Regions from separate parts of the Capra hircus genome. Here region 2 is linked to region 1. A link is a contact called in public Hi-C data. All regions are on one chromosome and are shown on one strand. Each heading gives the region's core, a stretch centred on a gene start, on an enhancer-like site or on the middle of the called end of the contact. The rest is flanking DNA. Distances are from core to core; before and after follow the strand shown. Region 1 has its middle 58 kb from the start of CMTM7. Region 2 has its middle 6.4 kb from the start of CMTM6.

Region 1 (4,726 bases), core at 1,336-3,835:
TTTCCCAGTGATCCTGCACCGCCTCTTACCATCATTAAATTTTTCAGATAGCCAAAAATCAGTGTCATCACTTCTGACTACAACATGTTTTTACCAAAATCCACCTCTTTTAGCCAAAGAAAAACCTCTACATTGTATCAGACCAAAAATGCCTGAGGGAACTGTTTCCTCTCATTCCTCATCACCTCCTCCCGAGCATAATTCTGTTTAGTTACCAGAGTAACCTCCATCATGACTCCAACACCTATAAGCAGTGATCAGCCAGTAACAAGTACTAATCCAGTACTAAAATTAGCACTAATCCAGTACCAAAATTGTACAACGCAGCAATTGCTAGAGCATCACTGTGACAAACCCACAGTTAGTGGTATCATAAATGACCCAATCCCCTAGTTCATTAACCACGATCTCTACATCCTCATCCTTGAAAACAAAAAACCATTACAAATTCCGTCATTCATTCTGAAAGAAATTTGCCTAAAACAGCTTCAGTAGAGACGTGTGAGGCTGAGCAGCTTTTCATTTGTTTACTTTTTAAGCTTCCATGGGTCTGTGGTTTGTTTATAACCTTGGCCGCCTTTTTTTAATATTGAGTTGTTTCTTCCTCATTTGAGAGTTCTTTTATTGTTATCGTCCGTGGAATCTTGATTCCCTTATCAGGAATCGAACCTGCACTCCCTACATTGGGAGGGCAGAGTCTTAACCACTGGACCACCAGCAAAGTCTAGAAAGTTCTTTAAAAAAACCCCCAAAACTATTTTATATTGGAGTAAAGGCGATTAACAATGTGTTAGTTTCAGGTGCACAGCAAAGTAATTCAGTTACACATGTATCTATTCTCTCACAAATTCTTTTCCCATTCAGGTTGTTTCATAATACTGAGCAGAGTCCCCTGGGCTATACAGTAGGTCCTTGTTGGTTATCTATTTTTAAAATAGCAGTGTGTACAGGTCCATCCTGAGAGTTCTTGACATTTTATAGATATGACCCTTTGTAACACGCCTTGGACATATCTTCTCCTATTCTGCGAAATATATTTTAACTTTGGTTCTGTAGTTACGTCAAGGTCAGAGATGTTCTCTATCTTCTAAAATACTTAAGGATTTTCCCCTTACGTAGTACTTTGGTCCTCCCTGATTTTTCTGAGTGGGGTGAGTATCTGATACCTACTCCTCGATTGTTTCAGTGAGCGGCTCTGCTCCTGTAACAGACCATGCTGCCTTTTGCCATCTACCAGCTTTATGGGTATGCATGGATCTGCTGCTGACTTCCTGGGGCTATTTTACTATCCCTTGCTAATACCAAGTAAAATTTTATTAAAAATCAAGGACTATAAAAACATTGTTATAGAGGGGGGCAGTCCTAAGATGGCGGAGGAATAGGTCGGGGAGACCACTTTCTCCCCTACGAATTCATCGAAAGAACATTTGAACGCTGAGCAAATTCCACAAAACAACTTCTGAACGCTGGCAGAGGACGCCAGGCACCCAGAGAGGCAGCCCATTGTCTTCAAGAGGAGGTAGGACAAAATACAAAAGGTAAAAAGTGAGACAAGAGTTAGGGGCAGACACCCCTCTCAGGGAGGGAGGCATGAAACAGGAGACGTTTCCAAACACCAGGGAACCCTCCCACCGGCGGGTCTCTGCGGAGTTTAGGAATCTCAGGGCAACACAACTGGGAGGATAGATAAACAAATAAACCCACAGATCATGAGCCTGCCGGCAACTCCCAGCCGAGAAGTAGCCCCAGACGCCCGCATCTGCCACCAGCAAGCGGGGCCGAACATGGAGGCACGGGCTGCATTGCTTAGGGTAAGGACAGGGACTGAGCGCCCTGAGGGCAACCTGAGGGAGCTAACATGACCAACCTAGACAGCATACTCAAAAGCAGAGACAGTACGTGGCCAACAAAGGGCCGTCTAGTCAAGGCTATGGTTTTTCCAGTGGTCATGTATGGATGTGAGAGGTGGACTGTGAAGAAAGCTGAGCGCCGAAGAATTGATGCTTTTTTTTTTTTTTTGAATTGATGCTTTTGAACTGTGGTGTTGGAGAAGACTCTTGAGAGTCCCTTGGACTGCAAGGAGATCCAACCAGTCCATTCTGAAGGAGATCAGCCCTGGGATTTCTTTGGAAGGAATGAGGCTGAAGCTGAAACTCCAGTACTTTGGCCACCTCATGCGAAGAGGTGAAAAAAGACTCTGATGCTGGGAGGGATTGGGGGCAGGAGGAGAAGGGGACGACAGAGGATGAGATGGCTGGATGGCATCACGGACTCGATGGACGTGAGTCTGACTGAACTCCGGGAGTTGGCGATGGACAGGGAGGCCTGGCATGCTGCGATTCATGGGGTCACAGAGTTGGACACGACTGAGCGACTGAACTGAACTGAACGTGAGATAGCAACCCAAACTGTGGGATAGCCAGAGAGAGAAAAAAGAGAGAACTATCCCGTGAAAACCCCTAACCTAAGACACTGCTGGCTGGCTCACAGAACAAAGCACTGAGCAAATACCAGGAGAGCTGGCCGGCTGCAGACCGGCCCATCCCCCGCTGGAGACAGGGAGGCGGGGGCGGGGGCGTCCGGGTGTGCGGGGGCAGCTGGAGCGGAAAAGGGGCATCCTCTACCAAACTGTGAGCAGGCTCCAGTTGCTAACCAAGTCTTCCTGCAACCCTGGATGGCTGACATCCGCCAGGAGGGTCACAGCCAGAGATAGGCTCCCCAGAGGAGACACAGGGCACGCCTGAGACAGGGCTCCCACTGGAAGCCCTCCCACTGCCACCCAGGAAACCGAGGGGCTGGGATGGGGGAGGCGATGGGGAGGCGATAAGACGCACCCCCACCTGGGGAGAGTGCACTCGCCAAGCACCTGGTCACCTGAGCTGCTCGGACCTGGGAAGGGCACAAAACGCAGGCCCAACCGAGTCTGCGCCTTTGTGGAGTATCCGAGAACCTGAACCTGAGCAGCTTAGACCTGGGAAGTGCATGCAACTCAGGGCCCACTTTAGACAGTTGCCCTGCAGAGCAACCTGGAGCCTGAGCAGTGTAGACCGGGAAAGCACACAGGCAAACCCAGTGTGGCCGAGACACTGTGAGCACTCCCGGCAAGTTTGGAGTGTTCCTCCCTCCCCACAGCACGACAGTGAGCCTAAATAAGTGACCACCACCGCCCCCTTGTGTCAGGGCAGAAATTAGACACTAAGAGACCAACAAACAGAAGAAGCCAAAATAAACGGAGGGAACCACTTTGAAGTGACAGGTGCAACAGATTAAAACCCTGTCGTTAGCACCGACTACTTTGGAAGGGGCCTGTAGATCTTGAGACCTATAAGCTGGAACAAGGAACTATCTGAAACTGAACTGACCCCATACTGCCTGCAACAGCTCCAGAGAAATTCCTAAATATATATTTACTATTATCATTTTTTTAAATGTTAAGTCCTCTATTACTCCTTTAATTTTCATTTTTATAACCTACTATTACCTTGCAAAAAAGACCCTATTTTTAAAGCAATATTCATATATATATTTTATAATTTTTGTCATTTTGTTTTGTTTTTTTAATATTGTATTTTTGAGAGTCTAACCTCTACCCTAGATTTTTAATCTTTGCTTTTTGGTATTTGTTATCAATTTTGTACCTTTAAGAATCCAGTCTTCAGTACCCATTTTTCCTTAGGAGTGTGATTACTGGCTTGATTGCCCTCTCCCCCTTTTGACTCTCCTTTTTCTCCCCTAGGTCACCTCTATCTCCTCCCTCCTCCTTCTCTTCTCTACTTAAGTCTGTGAATCTCTCTGGGTGTTCCGGGCTGTAGAGAACACTTAGGGAACTGATTGCTCCTCTTCTCCTCCTGGTCACCTCTATCTCCTTCCTCCTCCTTCTCTTCTCTACTTAAGTCTGTGAATCTCTCTGGGTGTTCCGGGCTGTAGAGAACACTTAGGGAACTGATTGCTCCTCTTCTCCTCCTGGTCACCTCTATCTCCTTCCTCCCTCTTCTCTTCTCCATGTAACTCTGAGAATCTCTCTGGGTGTCCCTCACTGTGGAGAAACTTTTCATCATTAACCTAGATGTTTTACCATCTGTGCTGTATGGATGGAGAAGTCTTGAGGCTATTGTAAGAATAAGACTGAAAGCCAGAGGCAGGAGGCCTAAATCCAAAACTTGAGAACTCCAGAAAACTCCTGACTCCAGGGAACATTAATCAACAATAGCTCATCCAAAAGCCTCCATACCTACACTGAAACCAAGCTCCACCCAAGGGCAAACAAGTTCCAGAGCAAGACATACCATGCTAATTCTCCAGCAACACAGGAACACACCCCTGAGCATTAAAATACAAGCTGCCCAAAGCCATGTCAAACCCATAGACACCCCAAAATTCACTACTGGACACTTCACTGCACTCCAGAGAGAAGAGATCCAGCTACACCCACCAGAACACAGATGCAAGCTCCCCTAACCAGGAAACCTTGACAAGCCACTCATCCAACCCCACCCACAGGGAGCAAGCTCCGTAATAAAGAGGAACCACAACTTCCAGCCTACAGAAAGGCCACTCCAAACACAGCAATCTAAACAAAATGAAAAGGCAGAGAAACACTCAGCAGGTAAAGGAACATGATAAATGCCCACCACACCAAACAAAAGAGGAGGAGACAGGGAGTCTCTGAAAAAGAATTCAGAATAGTGAGAGTAAAGATGATGCAAAATCTAGAAAACAAGACGGA
Region 2 (4,726 bases), core at 614-3,113, 73 kb before region 1:
CTTCCTGCAGTGTGTGCACAAGTCTGTTCTCTGTCAGCATCTCTGTTGCTGCAGATAGTTCATTAGTATCATCTTCTAGATGTTGTATATACGCATTAATAGATGATATTTGTTTTTCTCTTTCTAACTTGCTTCACTCTGTATAACAGGCTCTGCTGCTGCTGCTATTGCCTTCTCCAGTAACAGGCTCTAGATTCATCTAACTCACTGGAACTGACTCATATTCGTTCCTTTTTTATGGCTGAGTAATATTCCTGTGTGTGTGTGTGTGTGTGTGTGTGTGTGTGTGTGTGTGTGTTCGTCTGTCAATGGGCATCTAGGCTGCCTATGTGTGTGTGTGTGTGTGTGTCTGTGTGTGTGTGTGTCCGTTTGTCCGTCGATGGGCATCTGGGCTGCCTGTGTGTGTGTGTGTGTGTGTGTGTGTGTGTGTGTGTGTCTGTGTGTGTGTGTCCGTTCATCTGTCGATGGGCATCTGGGCTGCCTCTGTGTGTGTGTCTGTGTGTGTGTGTGTGTGTGTGTGTGTGTGTGTCCGTTCATCTGTCGATGGGCATCTGGGCTGCCTGTGTGTGTGTGTGTGTGTGTGTGTGTGTCCGTTCATCTGTCGATGGGCATCTAGGCTGCCTGTGTGTCTGTCTGTGTGTGTGTCTGTGTCTGTGTGTGTGTGTGTCCGTTCGTCCGTTGATGGGCGTCTAGGCTGCGTGTGTGTGTGTGTGTGTGTGTGTGTGTGTGTGTGTGTGTGTGTGTGTGTCCGTTCGTCCGTTGATGGCCATCTAGGCTGCCTCCATGTCTTGGCTGCTGTAAATAGTGCAGCAGTGAACAGTGGGGCGCATGTATCTTTCAAAATTGCAGTCTCCTCTGGATGTATGTGCGGGTGTGGGGTTGCTGGATCATATGCTGGGATTTTTTTAGGTCTTGAGGGGCCTTCGCAGGTCTCTCCATAGTGGCTGTTGCCAGCTTACATCCCTGCAGCAGCATCGGAGGGTTCCCTTTGCTCCACGCTGTCTCCACTTTTGATGGTTTTAGATGCTTCACTGATGACCATTGGGACTGACGTGAGGTGATGCATCTTTGCAGCTCTTTTTAAAAAATGTACTTATTTTTGGCTGTTGTGGGTCTTCGTTGCTGCGAGGGCTTTCCTCCAGCTGTGGAGAGCGGAGGCTGCTTTCTGGTTGTGGTGCACGGGCTTCTCATTGTAGTGCCTCTCTCGTTGCAGAGCACGGGCTCTGGGGTGCACGGGCTTCAGTAGTTGAGGCACGCAGGCTCGGTAGTTGTGGCTCACGGGCTGAGTTCCGTGGCATGTGGGTGTCATTCCCTCCCAGGTCAGAAACTGAACCCATGTCTCCTGCATTGGAAGGTGGATTCTTTACCCCTGAGCCGCCAGGGAAGGCCTGGCCTTGTGGTTTTCATTTTCGTTTCTCTGTTAACAGCCGTAAGGAGGGCATGGCTTCCCACTGCAGTACTCTGGCCTGGAGACTCCCCACAGACAGAGGAGCCTGGTGGGGGACAGTCCGCAGAGTTGCAAAGAGTCGGAGACAACTGGGCGACTAAGCACAGGACGTTAATAGCCAGTGGGTTCTCTTTTCCACTACTTTTCTTTTCAGACTGTGTGAATGAAATTTGCCTGTTGAAATTGGCTTCTTGAAAGTCAGCCCTGTTTTGCATTATTCTTCCAAGACCTACTGCAGGACATTTCTTGAGAGTGGGTGCCGATTCCAGCCTCCCAGGGTTGAATAGGAAGTGCCCATGAGCTGCAGGTTTTAAAGTGTTGTTACAGGAAAGGGCCACGAGGCGGCAGCACTTTCCCACATACAGATCTGGTTACCTGGGCAGCCAGACGCTTGGGAAAGTCGCGTTCCCGGGTTGCCCAGGAGAGCGGAATGCGAGAGAAGAAAGGCTCAGGGACCTGTGTGTCATTCCTCCTTCCCTGTTACCTTTCACCCCATGGAGAAATGCCAGGCCTTGCAACACCGCTCTGCCAAGGGTGCTGTGGTCTGTAGGTGTGGGGACTCAGGACGGAGGGTGGAGGTGGGAGCCCAGTACCAAGACGCGAGGAGGAGGGGAGACCAGGTGACTTTACGAAGCTCTTCCAGCCCAGGAGGATCCGCAGATCTTTGGGTGAAGTAGGCTTCCTGTGGCTTTTTGTGGGCCTGCCTGGCTCTCGAGATTGTGGTCCCATCAAGAGGGGAGCGGCAGTACAGGTCCAAGGGGGCTCATTTGCTTGCACATCCTCCGTCAGTCCCATGAGAGTCCTCCAGACGCAGGCCTGCTCGGCCCCAGGGATGTGACGCCCACCTGGGTCCCTGAGGCCTGTGGGGAGTGTGGCTGGCTCTGCTTGACTTAGTTTTTCTTTTACATGAGGTGGAGTCGATCTACAGTGCTGTGTTTGTTTTAGGGCCACTGCCGGCTGACTCACTTGTGCACACATGTAGCTGTCTCGATTTTTGGATCCGTTTCCCATATAGGTTATTACAGGAGAGTTCAGTTGAGTTCCCTGTCCTATACAGTAGGTCTTTCTTGATTATCTCTTCTGTATATAGGACAGTGTATCTGTTAACCCTAACCTCCTAACTCATCCCTCCCGCCCCTGATTTCCCCTTTGAGAATTATGCATTTGTTTTCTAACTCTGTGAGTCTTTTTCTCGTATAAATTAATTCATTTGTATCAATTTTTAGATTCCGAATGTAGGTGATCTCATATGATGCTTGTCTTTCTCAGTTTGACTTACTTCACTAAGTATGATCTTGTCTAGGTCCATTCATGTGGCTGCTGATGGCATCACTTGATCTGTTTTTTTATGGCCAGTATCCCACTGTATATATGTAGCTGCTGCTACTGCTAAGTCGCTTCCATCGTGTCCGACTCTGTGCGACCCCACGGACTGCAGCCCACCAGGCTCCCCCGTCCCTGGGATTCTCCAGGCGAGAGCACTGGAGTGGGCTGCCATTGCCTTCTCTAATGCATGAAAGGAAATGTGAAAGTGAAGTCGCTCAGTTGTGCCTGACTCTCAGCGACCCCACGGACTGCAGCCCACCAGGCTCCCCTGTCCCTGGGATTCTCCAGGCGAGAGCACTGGAGTGGGCTGCCATCGCCGCCTCGGTACATGTGGTGCGCCCTCTTCTGCGGTTCCTCTGTCAGTGGACACTGGTGGCTCCCGTGTCTTGGATGTTGTACACAGGGCCGCACTGAATGTTGGTGCGCCTTTTCAGATTCTGTGTTTCTCTGATGGTAGGTCCAGGACTGGGGTGGCTAGATCATCAACTAGCTTTATTCTTGGTTTGTAAAGAACCTCCTCACACTGTTCTCCAGACTGCACGTTACCAATTTTCATTTTCATCAGCCTGGAAGGAGAGCTCCCTTTCCTCCTCGGGGTCTCTGCATTTATTGTCTGTAGATGTTTTGCTGATGGCCATTCTGACTGGCACAATGTGATACCTCCTTGCAGTTCTGATTCTCATGTCTCTTAATAATAGCTGTGTGGAGCATATTTTCCATTAAAATTTTTTTTTCAATAAGTATGAGTGAAATTTACTTCTTGAAAGTCAGCCCTGTTTTGAATTGCTTTTCGTGACCTACCATAGGAGATTTGTTGAGGGCAGGTGTCATTTCCAGCCCCACAGGCCTTGTGAATAGGAAGTGCCCCTAAGCATTAGTTTTGGCCACCTGATGCGAAGAGCTGACTCATTCTCATCAGGGAAAAAACCCTGATGCTGGGAAAGATAGAAGGCAGGAGGAGAAGGGGACGACAGAGGATGAGTTGGTTGGGATGGCATCACTGACTCAATGGACATGAGTTTGAGCTAACTCTGGTTGCCTGGCGTGCTGCAGTCCGTGGGGTCGCAAAGAGTCAGACATGACTGAGCAACTGAACAATGATGGGAAATGGCCACAAGGCAGAAGCGTTTCTTCTGCCCACTCAGGTCAGTTGGGGCAGTCAGAGCCTTAGGAAAAGTCGAGTTTCTGGGTTGTCAATTAGGGTGGCATGTGCCAGAACAAAAACCCAAGGACGTGTCTCAGTACCTTTTCCCCTTTCACCCTTTTGTAGACAAACGGCAACCCCTGCAAAGCTGCTACACTTAGGGCGCGGTGGTCCATAGGTGGAGCCGCTCTAGGGAAGGAGGCTGGAGGTGGGAACTTGGCGCTAGGCCACGTGGAGACGGGGTGACTGTTCAGAGCTCTTCCGGCCCAGAGCATCCACCATTTGGAGGGTGTCCTTGGCTTGGTATGGCTGGAGGAGGGCCCGCCTGAATCTGGAGACTGTGGTCCCGCCAGAGAGGACTGTGCACTCCACGCCCAAGCGGGGCTCATTTGCTGGCACACCCTCCCCGGCTCCCTCAGTCTCCTGACGGTCCATCGTTGGGACCCCAGGCTCCAGGGCTGTGACGCCAGCCTGGGTCACCAGGGCCTGAGGGGTATGGGAGGCATTTAAACATTTTTCTCTTCCATACTGGAGTATAGTTGGCTTACAATGTGACGTTTGTTGTAGGGGTACACTGACTTGATTCGGTTATACATATAGCCATTCATTTTTTACATTCTTTCCCCATATGTGTAGGTTATTAAAGAATATTGAGTAGAGTTCCTTGTGCTGTCTAGCAGGTCCTTGATGATTATTTTATATATGTTTGTCTGTGCCAAGCCCAACCTCCTAATTTATCCCTCCGCTTCCTCTTGCGTTTCCCCCTTTGGCAACCATAAATTTGTTTTTCTGAGAGTCTGTTTCTATTC

The links. A called contact is a pair of places that touch in the nucleus more often than the background predicts.
Region 2: a Hi-C map of liver shows a contact between it and region 1, with 6 times the contacts expected there. The contact joins two enhancer-like sites. A contact is called at or near these places in 2 of 5 Hi-C or Micro-C datasets (blood and liver).

Annotation. Positions count from the first base shown.
Region 1 is chr22:6,776,965-6,781,690 of ARS1.2, reverse strand. No RefSeq gene overlaps it. Among named protein-coding and RNA genes, the nearest start is that of CMTM7, 58 kb to the right of the region's middle. Within about 2 kb of position 2,585, at least 1 of the 5 cell types and tissues checked has an H3K27ac peak or open chromatin away from gene starts, as enhancers often do.
Region 2 is chr22:6,848,803-6,853,528 of ARS1.2, reverse strand. No RefSeq gene overlaps it. Among named protein-coding and RNA genes, the nearest start is that of CMTM6, 6.4 kb to the right of the region's middle. Within about 2 kb of position 1,863, at least 2 of the 5 cell types and tissues checked have an H3K27ac peak or open chromatin away from gene starts, as enhancers often do.